2 separate regions of the Mus musculus genome follow, and region 2 is linked to region 1. The links are chromatin contacts, called in public Hi-C maps. All regions are on one chromosome and are shown on one strand. Each heading gives the region's core, a stretch centred on a gene start, on an enhancer-like site or on the middle of the called end of the contact. The rest is flanking DNA. Distances are from core to core; before and after follow the strand shown.

What was found. Hi-C and Micro-C count contacts between places; a contact is called where the count stands out from the background.
Region 2: a Hi-C map of liver shows a contact between it and region 1, with 2.9 times the contacts expected there. The contact joins the enhancer-like site here to the promoter of Wdr5b in region 1. A contact is called at or near these places in 3 of 484 Hi-C or Micro-C datasets (8-cell embryo, liver and morula), 3 of 115 datasets of contacts at active chromatin or transcription factors (the SCID.adh cell line, embryonic stem cells and intestinal villus epithelium) and 3 of 9 other capture datasets (adipose tissue, liver and pancreatic islet).

The regions. Positions count from the first base shown.
Region 1 is chr16:36,038,960-36,044,333 of GRCm38.p6, reverse strand. It overlaps Wdr5b (WD repeat domain 5B), which reads right to left and starts at 3,144. Exons shown (of 1, transcript NM_027113.2): 1 at 1,360-3,144. The coding sequence starts at 2,821. The coding sequence ends at 1,835. It overlaps Fam162a (family with sequence similarity 162, member A), which reads left to right. Exons shown (of 5, transcript NM_027342.2): 5 at 243-490. The coding sequence ends at 335.
Region 2 is chr16:36,087,317-36,092,690 of GRCm38.p6, reverse strand. Ccdc58 (coiled-coil domain containing 58) reads right to left here. Exons shown (of 5, transcript NM_198645.2): 4 at 2,731-2,790; 5 at 573-857. The coding sequence ends at 807. Among named protein-coding and RNA genes, the nearest start is that of Gm41450, 13 kb to the left of the region's middle. Within about 2 kb of position 2,605, at least 12 of the 459 cell types and tissues checked have an H3K27ac peak or open chromatin away from gene starts, as enhancers often do. A contact at or near this core is called in liver, where this site is marked.

The DNA of each region.
Region 1 (5,374 bases), core at 1,895-4,394:
GTAGAATAGGGAAGGGTGTGAAGAAGACATGGGATTGTAGAGAGGCCGCACATGCAGAGAAGGGGGAGCTGTGTATTTCTCTCCCGGGAGGGGGTGGAAGGTGTGTAGAGAGCATGACTGTCCAGTGTCCAGGCAGCTGACCACTCCTGGCCTGTGCTGCACAGCTAGCCTACTGCTCTCAGCACAAGGGGAGAACAGCCTTCCAGACCTGCCATCATCTCTCCAAATGTATTTCCTTTTAGGCTGCGAAAAGACATGAGTCTTTAACAAGCTTGAACCTGGAAAGGAAAGCCCGTCTGAGAGAGGAGGCAGCTATGAAGGCCAAAACAGACTAGAAGTATTTGGAAAACCCAGGAGTAAGGCTGCAACAAGAAACCTGCTTTACAAAGGATACAATCTGAGACTCACTTTGCAGACATGTATTTTGCACAGATGTATTCCACTTCCCTATTAATGCTGTAGAGGAACAAATACATTTTCTTAAAGAATGACTTGTCTTTGTTTTGTTGCTTTCATCCAAGTAAAACCTAGCCTCCCCACTGTGCAAAGTGGAAAAGAGGCAAATAATTCCAAGTTTATAGTATTATCTCTTCTTGGGAGTATCAGGTTCATTAGCTAGCTTCTTCTCACCTACCAAAGGTGAGACATGAGTCCTATAGGTCTCTCTTATGTATACCATGCCTGACAGGATAAGAAGCCAGGGTGTCTTTGTGAAGGCTGGCTCCCCATGCACTGAATGGTCTGGCATGGCAGTAGGCAGAGGCATTTTGAAGAGCCTTTGAGAATGCCCTGGCATGAGAGTAGTCTGGCCATGAGTTTTGAGTTATTCATCCTGGACTTTCTGGGGGACAACTGCTACCTCCTAGTTCATGGCTTGGCTCCCAATCAGTCCCTTTCCTACCCTCAGGGTATTACATTTTGTACTTAGGAAAACGCCATGCCTGTACTTCTAAGTGTTGGAAAGTAACCACTTAGATCAGTACATCTCCATTAGCTTGTCCTTAGGCTAGCAAGGTGTCTGGTATGCGGGTAGTTTCTGCTGTTAACACTTCACTGACTCTCACACGCCTCCCGAGAGCTAACATGACACGACATTCTAGCCATCAGACACGAGAGCTCTCAGTTAACAGCTGTAACTTTAAAGGTACCACGTGCCACTGTCTGGGAACTTACGGAGACGCACATATGATGGAACGCTGCCTATGGCTTCAGAAATCTAATGGTCCATATGCTGTCTAGCTATATGTACTTTCTGCCTTTGCTTCATTTTAGGTATCAAATGCTTTGATTTTTGTCACTTTCATATTTATCATCAAAAAGCACTGTGTGTGTTGTATGTGTTGGATAGTTTATCATTCATAGAACAAACCGGACCATGATTTATTGTCCCCAACTTGACAGATTAATTTGGCAATTTGATGCCCAATCATATTGAATAACAAAAATATACAAGTGACATGTAAAATGTCTCCAATCCTCTCATTGCCTCCCTAATGTCACTGCCCTTAATGACCTCCCAAACCAGAGGCTACACGTCCCTCCTCCCCTGGGTCATCCTGTTGTGTCACCTTTCCAGATATTCCAAAAACCTTACCCCCCTGGGAAAGCCAGTGAAAGAATGAGGCTCTGTCCAGGGGTGAGCACAGGAGATTCCTAGCAGGCCTCAAGACTAGGATTCACAAGCCCTAAGTCCTAGACCTGTTTTTACAAGGGTCTCACTTTGCAAAGTAAGATGATTCAGACTCAAGGACAGTTTAAGCTTTGCCAGAATCCAGAGAGACCATCCTTTGGATTTTGTGTCTAACTTGGCTTTCCTCATCGCCTGCCAGAGACTTCAGCAGTCACTCGACCACACTTTAATTGTCTTGTCATTTTCTAGTGCTGCTGATGCGATGATGTTTTTTGTAGGGTGACAGGCTGCTGAGATCACCACATCTGTGTGACCTTGCAACCTCTGTACAATCTCTTTAGTCTGAAGATTCCAGATGTAAACCATGTTGTCCTCTGAACCAGACACAACCCACTTTCTACCAGTAACCGAGAAACTGGCAAATAGGCAGTATTTCTCATTCTTATGACCAGTGTATGTCTTCAGGCATCTGCCCCTGCTGTAATCCCACAGTTTAAGAGTATTGTCCAAAGTTGCAGTGAGAATGTATTTACCATTTGGAGAAAATTTTACAAAAGACACTGGAGGGTTGCCTTCATCAGCAAGTGTCCTTAAACACTGGCCTGACGCAGCATCCCAAATTCTACAAAGCCCATCATAGCTCCCGGACACTATCAAGGACCCATTACAATTAAAATTTACGGCAGAAATGGGGTCCGAATGTGCAGACAAAGTCTTGAGGCATTTTCCTGTTTTTACTTCCCATATTTTCACACTCTCATCAAAAGAGCCCGAAACGATGAGGTTGGATGGTGGGTTGAAGTCACAACAGAAGACGAAATCGCTGTGCCCCTTCAGTGTTTTCAGACATTTTCCAGATCTCATATCCCATACCTTTAGAGTCTTATCATCTGAGGCTGAAACTAGACGACTAGAATCTGAAGACCAGGCAACATCTGATATTTCCAGACTGTGACCATAGAGTGTTTTCTTACAATTCCCATCGTATGCTCCCCAAATTATAATTAGTGCATCAGCTGCAGAACTCGCTAGCCATTCGCCATTAGGACTAAATTTAACTGATGATATGGCCGCCGAGTGCCCCGCAAGAGTAAGTCTGAGAGCATAGTTGGGTTTCTGCGGCTCTTCCTCGCGCCGGGGGGCAGAGAGAAGTGACTGTGCTCTCTCTGCTGGCAGATGCTCGGTCGCCATAGATCCGGCTCTATAATTTGCGCGGGCTTCCCGCCCTGAAACTTACAGAAGTTAAAACTTGCGGTTGGAAGGCGGATGGTTTTGATTGTAACATGGGCTCCTCTATAAGGTCCGTTCCCAGTCAGCAACGAAGTTTGAACCACTCCCCGTCTTGCTTTCTTCTATAGCATCACGGATCACAGTGATCCTGGGATCCGTACTCGTGTCAGATGCTGTCAAAGGACTAGGCCGATCCGCGGGGGTTCGGGGCTGCACCTTTCCTCTTCCACGCCCTCCGCAGCTCCAAAATGTCTGGGAACCTCAAGCAACAGATGACGTCACACAAAACAGGATTTATGAGAGGCTCAAGTAGAGCCCAGGACGACGCTAGGTACGCATCCTGCCAGGCTGCGCACGCGCCGAAGGAGACATGCATTTTCTTCCGGTTCTCCAGGACAGGAAGTTGACACTGAACCCGGTTTTTTTCCCTGAGAGAGCTGGGTGCAGGAAAGGGCGCAGCAGGCACTTCATGAAGGCTGTGCATATTGAGGGTACCTCTGTCCACACCCACCCCGACTGAGTTTAGCTGCCAAGATTATAATAATAATAGCTGCCTGTGTGTGTACTTTGCGAATGCAATACCTACCCTCAGGGTCAGGAGTCCCATCATCCTGGAAATGGAGTTACAGATGGTTGTGAGCTGCCTGTAGGTGCTGGAAGGTCCTCTGGAGAACTGCCAATGATCTTAACCACTGAACTACATCTGAAGCCTGGACTACGGTGACTTCTGATATAGAGATTATATCATCAATTCAAAAACTTTCCATTTTTATTAACTCACCTAAAGCACATTGAATAACAAATTTTAGGCTTTATTTCAAGTAAATATATATTTTTCTAATGACTAGAAAACCAAAAGGATATAATGGGTACAACCTAGGAGCTAAACCAGGATGGTGATGGACCTTTAGTTCACTACACACACAAGCACGAGGGACAAAAGATGCGCAGACTTGGTACGTTGGTAGGATTAAGACATGACTTGAACTTTGAAGGGTAAAACGCACTTTTTGATGTGTAGGATACCTTGTGTATAAATAGCATTGGGGACTCCCAAAAAGAAAAGGCTGTAAGTAAAACTGTTTGTCGTTACTCATGGTCTAATATTAACAAACTGTCCTAACAAATTACTAGGATCTGCTTAGCTCTCAGGAAGGAGATTTGGTGACAGTGTTCACCAGGAAATAGTAATCCTAAATGGCAGCAAGCAGAGCAGGATCCTGAGCTCCTAAGCAGTAGCATGTCTTCCTTTAAAAAAAAAAAAAAAAAAGATTTATTTATAATATGTAAGTACACTGTAGCTGTCTTCAGACACTACAGAAGAGGGCATCAGATCTTCTTACAGATGGTTGTGAGCCACCATATGGTTGCTGGGATTTGAACTCCGGGTGCTCTCAACCACTGAGCCATCTCACCAGCCCGCATTTCTTCCTTTTACAACAAGCTACCCTTCGCGTAAGGGGACCTCTAGGTTTTGCTTTGTTCACTGAAAAAAAAAAAAATCAAAAATCTGTTTCTCCTTTAAAAAACCATTTAAAAAAAAAAAAAGAAACATGTGCCAGACTTATATGGTCTTCGAAGATTACTCCTATCTGGACTGTTTTAACTGGTTTCCTCAAAGCAGCTTTTGGGAGTAGAAATCCAGTTCCCAAGCCTCTACCCAATCTGGAAAACCTATTCAGACTAAACAGGAAGGACTGAGCACCGCCTGTAACTGAGTAGCTTTAAAAAGCTGCGCTCCCGCGCGCGCGCGCGCACGCACACACACACACACACATATCGTGCTATCCTTGTAAAACCACATGCTTATAGCTTGCTGCCCACACCACTCCCCCCGAGCCCTGCACTATTTTGTCCTCAACACTGGTCTTTTGTGTTTTATTTCTCCTTACCTACATAGTTCAAATTGTTGAAAGCCAGTGTTCCTTATTACAGTCCCTGTTCTGGACTTCACTGACTTGCTTGGGCTAAGGGAATATGGGTAGAGATGTGTAAACACTCTGCAAACACTGCAATCACAAACGAGCATGTATACTCTGTAATTTTCAAATGTGGGTCAAGTTGGAATTATGGATCAAAAAGCAGAATATTTGCCTAAAATTCTCAAAGCTGCAAATTCGGCTCTCAGCAGCACTCAAGAGTTGCGTGTGGTGGTGCCTACCTATAATTTCACCACTCCGCATTGGAAGCATGGGGGGCCAGTTCAAACTTAACAGCTACAAAGGAGTTAAAGCTAGCCTGGGCTTCATGAGAACCTCACCTAAAAATACTGTCACACACACACACACAAACACACACACACACACACACCCATACGGAGGTGAATAGTAGACAAAAAATCATTCAAGCTTTGTAGTAAATCTATAGAGTCCACAATTTTTGTATTGGATATGAAACAAGAGTTCACAGAAACTGAAGCTGTTTTGATTTAAAGTTCTTTTCACAAAAATACTGGGCCAGTAAACCTCACAAGGAGTGAAACTGTCAGAGTAAAGAATATACCAACTTTTTCTT
Region 2 (5,374 bases), core at 1,356-3,855, 49 kb before region 1:
CTCCCAAGAGCTGAGATTGAACACGTGCACCACTGCAGCCTGGCTGTGAGACAGGTCCTTACTATACAGCCCCAGACGGTCTCAGACTTGTAATGCTCCCACATCAGCTTCCCAAGGCATTGGACTGCAGGCACGAGCCACCACGCCCAGCCTGAAGAAGAAAAACTGTGTTTGTTTGGATGGAATCCAGCTTGATTTTGTCATTTTTTTTCCTCTGTCTATTTTTATTTTACAAGTACAGGTATTTTGCCTAAATGTATGTCTGTGTATCACATATGTGCCTGGTGCCTATGAAGGCCAGAAGAGGGCATCAGATCCCCTGGGGCTAGAGATATAGACAGTTGTGAGCTGCCCTATGGGTGTAGGGATGGAACCTGTCCTCTGGAAGAGCAGCCAGTGCTCTTAACCACTGATCGTCTCTCTAGTCCGATTCTGCTCCTTTAAAATAAACCCACAATGACAAAAGAGAAACTAATCTATAGCCCCACCCATGCCAATAAACTCAGGCAGGCATAATGACATAGAAACTCTGTACAAACTCTCAACTTGTAAAGTCACCAAATAAATATGTACACAGAGTCAGAAAATTATTTTAATAGTTACAAAACATTTTTTACAGAATCAGTATAAAATAGCAATTGATTATTTTATAATTATGAGAATTAGACTTGAGGTCTTGGCTGAATGGGGCTGAACCAACCAAAGGTCTCAGCCTGCTGGCTCAGAGACCACCCTCAGAACCTGGCCCTGCTGACATCTGTCATGCCCAGGCGATGAGATGACCGAGTCTTAAAAAAACTCTCTCTCTACTCATTCTTTGGAGGCTTGAAGTGAACTCGGCAGCGTTCATTAAACACCTAAGATATTCAAACAGAAACAAAAGTCACCCAGATATCCTGTATAAATCAGCCTGGATATAAATTCAGATCAACAGAATTGGAGTATGTTACCATGATGTAGGGTTCGGAAACAGTAAGTCTCTTTAGCACACCAAATTAAGCATAATGTATACCTTGGTAACATTCAGTAGACAATGTCAGCACCCATTTGCTGGCTGGACCTGTCTTCTGCTAAATTATGTGTATTTGTGTATTTCTTGTTTTGATCACCTTGCTTCCAAAAATTTGAAACAACATCTCAGAAATGTCGAGAAAGCCTTTAGACTAAATGGGGCTAGTTACAGAAAGTTCTTGGTAGAAGAATTCAGAGGGGTCAACGGTGTAAAAAGGATAAGGAAGCGATTAACATTCTTATGTGAGAAGACTTCTGATGTGCGTTAAAGAACACATACACATTCATCATACTTCTGTGACAAAGGAAACTCAATACAAGGAGCAAGCCGCCGGCACGTGAAAGCACATCCCTCCCTCCAAGCGGAAGACCTCACAGCAGAGGCAGATGCTCACTGCACACCCGTCAATGGTTTGAATTTGCATTTTGAGGCAGGGTCTTGCTTTGTGGTTTATACTGGCCTTGAACTTGCTATTTGTTTGGCTTGGCCTGAAACTCACAATCCTCCTGCTGTAGCCTCCTGAGTTATGGGCCACCATGCCTGGCTAAGTTTTGACTTTTCTGTGGGCTAATGATAGAATAATACTCTCTTGATGCCTAAGCGCAGCCCACTGCTAAGTGTCCTGAGAACACTTGGGTCTCCTGGGATGTAATCCCAGCATACTGAAGAGCACCTGGATATCACATCCAAAAGGTTCCACTCTATCACACTTGGCGTGTTCCAAAATCCTCTGGACAGCCTCTCGAAAGCCAGACATTCACCACACCCCTTTCACATCAGCCCCAGAGTAAATTATCTTCTTCAGAGAATGTATGAATATACAATCATTGCCAAACCTTCCAAGGAGCACAGCCCTCAAGCTGATAGAAGGACAAGTTCAGGCTACATTTTGGCCAGGAAGACAGGATAAAGAAATGCCATAAGACACTCAATTTATAGTCTGTAATTTGGTCATGTCTTCGCATGCTGTGAGTCTTTTTAAATTTAATGACACAGTAAAAAAAAAGGTGACTACAAGTAGGTAGAGGATGATTTCACTCACGACTTTAAAAACAGTTAACAAGCCTGGCCATGCATATGAAATCTGGAAGGTCACACAGCAAGACACCAGCATCGCTCTGCTTAACGACTGCTTTGCTTTGCTTTTATTTCTTTTCTTTCTCTTTCTTCCTTGTTTGTGAACATTGTGAAACAAAATTATTTCTGCAACCAAAGCTCCTGACGAGATAAGCAATTATTAAATGCCAGAAGTCAGTCAGTGCCCAGCGGCTAATATTTAACCCTAATGAGACCTAGAGGAGAGTGGGGGAGCTAAGTCTGCCTGCTCTTTCCTTCTCCTTAGTGTTCCCTGTGTAACTGCATTCAATGAGACTCCATGAATATTAACCGACACAATTGCAGAATAATGCTGGCAACTTTGTTTTTATGAAAAGTAACTACACAAAAGGCTAAGTTTAACAAATAACCTCTTTGAAAGTTCTCTTTACTACAGTAAAAACTCTGAATGTTAACCATATACAGTTAGTGTTAGGAGATACAAAGAACGTATCTAACCCCCCTCTGTAGGTCACAGATCCTCTGAAGTTAACAGCACTCACACCCTCAGCGTTGCTGGGGTTCTTTGTTCTCAGAGCCTGCCTGCACTGCCCTCCCCTGGTTGTCTCCTGCTTGTTCAGTTTTTCTCCTATTTCTCTATAAAAATCAACATTATTTCCTACCTTCCAGCTCCTGTCATTTACCACTTCTTCGACATTTAGTTCTGACTGCATCCATTTCAACTGCAAGAGAAAAATAGGAATTCTGAACTGTAAAGAGTTAAAACTATAGCACCCAGTGCTGGAGGAATGGTGATAGGGTAGATACAGGCAGATCCTGGGGACCTGCTGGCCAGCCAATTTAGCTAACACTGCAAGCTCCCACATGAGTGAGACCCTGCCTCAAAAAATAAGCTGGAGAAGTGATTGAGGAAGACATCCCGACATAACCTCTGGCCTCACGTACACCAGCGCAGAAGACCATACCCCACCCCCCATATGTACTCATATACAACATAAAGAGAAAATCAATTTTTACAAAGCATATGTAATGTGCATTAATTAGTAAGCTGTCATTTTTGTTTGAGCTCTCTGAGACACTGGCCCTGGAAGCACTGTCCCTCCACAATTCAGACCCAAGCATGCCTGTCTCAAGGCGTCCTCCAAGGCCCTGTGTCTAGGGATGAGCTGGCCCTACTCACTCTGTGACAGGGAGGAAAAGAGCAGCAAACCAGCTCAAGAATAAAATTTCCCTGAAAACTAGGAAGCACGGCATTTCTAATGGACATCACCACTGCTTCTATCAGACAGAAACACGCCTCCAAGGGAAGGAGGCCAGAAGTTCAGCTACAGGAAGCTCATCCACGGAGAGAAAGCTCACCGGAACTGCCAGCTGACTGCCTCCCCGTTAGGATGTTATTCCACCCGGAAGCCTCACCCAGGGGACACTGGCCTGCCTGGGACTCCTAGTGGAGCTTTCCCCAGCCAATTCCTGCTAGATAATTCAAGAACCCAAATCAATGGTGTTCCACATGGGGAATGTTAAGACCTGTGCTGGAGGAAGCGAGGATGTACCCAAGGAAAGCAGGCCTCCCATGTGCCTACTGTTGATCAAGGCGGAAACACCTTCTGTGCCTGACACTGTGGTTACAGGTTAGCATGAAGGCAAGCAAGCCTTTTCAGCTCTCTTCTGCCTTCTCTTGTCGACAAAACACCAACTACTAAAGGTCACTGACATCTCTGTAGGTGTTTGTCGGGATATAAAATGTCTCTAATTCTCAATTTTGTGTGACCTCTGCCCCTGGAGCAGTGAGGTATAAAAATCAAAGATGTTAAGAAGTTTGTTTAAGACTTGCAACAGACAGAAAAAAAGAAAAACAGAAAATTGATACCAATAGAGTACAGTCTTATTTTGCTACATTGTGCCTTATATATATAATTTTAATTCAGTTCTCATTTAAAGAAACAAAAACAGTAAGTAGGTAAGAAAGAGGTGGAAAATATGAGATAATTTTTGATAAGAAAGGTTAGAAAGAACTTACTTTGTTCTCTTACTATAAAACCTCTATGAAAATGCTTCCGTGAAGCATGGAGCTTGGGGTGATCTAGTTTGGTGTTTCCAGGCCACGGTCACTCACATTTGGCTCCAGAATAAGCTAGCTCATATTTGAAAAGGGGTGGGGTGAGAATGAATATGTTTTAGATAAAAAGGATTTTATATAGTAAGAAATAAAATGCCTGGAATTTTCCAAATAGAAACTATTAAAAAAAAACAAAAAACAAAAACCAGAGCCCTAACATATAAATGGCTAGAGTAGGTTGTACAAAGTTTGTGGAGGGTGAGATTGAAGATGGTATGCTTGACAATTAAGTTATTAAAATGCCTAGCCACTTCCTAACTTGTGACTTCAGAGCTACCACTTCAAGTCCCTGCATCCTCAGTGAATGAGGAAGGCCTGGAACATTGAAGGACTCTTTCAGATTCCATAACCTCACTTGGAAGATAAACAGCTGTAGTATTTCCTCCTCTGCTACAGCACAGTCAGCTGCCCTCGCTGGCTGCGAAGCAAGCCTTACATTGCTCTCTGCTTCCTTCCGATGCCCCTCCCTGCAGTCCATGTGGCTGTGCCTTCCAGGCACTAAGGGCAAGGGGCAGATATGAGGGCTGAGCAAACAGAGACATAATCACTCCCAATACCAGGGCTCTCCTGGACTCTGCACCTCACTAGCAATGGTAGCCAACTCTGACTTTTCAGTATGACTTAGCAGTTCTGCCTCACACCCCGTCAACATTGGTAACAAATCCAGGAAGTAAGGGTAACATGGCTGCTGCACTGCTCACACCATCGCTGGTTAGGATCCACTGGGCTGATCCGGACAGCACAGCCTGTCTTCCCTCCATCACTAGTGAAGCTAGTGGATTAGCTGGAAAGGATGGCCTTTCCTCATAGTGAAGGACAGGGTTGCAGTCATGCTCTCAAGAAATAGAAAGCTCGGAGCTACTTAGACCCTGACCAGTTGTACAAACTAACCTACAAACAACCCTGAACATCACGGGGAAGAACAAGGCCTATTTAAACATGTTCACCACCTGGAGACTCCGTCACTGCCCGGTGAATAAACAAGTATGCAGCAGAGACCTAAGCAGTACTCACGGAGAGAGACATAAACACCGGGTTGAGGCTGCATCCAGGGAGTCACTGAGTTAGCAGAACAGCTGAGAAAGCACAGTAGCCCTGCCTACTTGCTGTGTGACCCTGTGCATCTGGTTACACCTGCTAAACAAACCCCAAGCTCCACACTACTTACTTACATTGCCTTTCCAGTC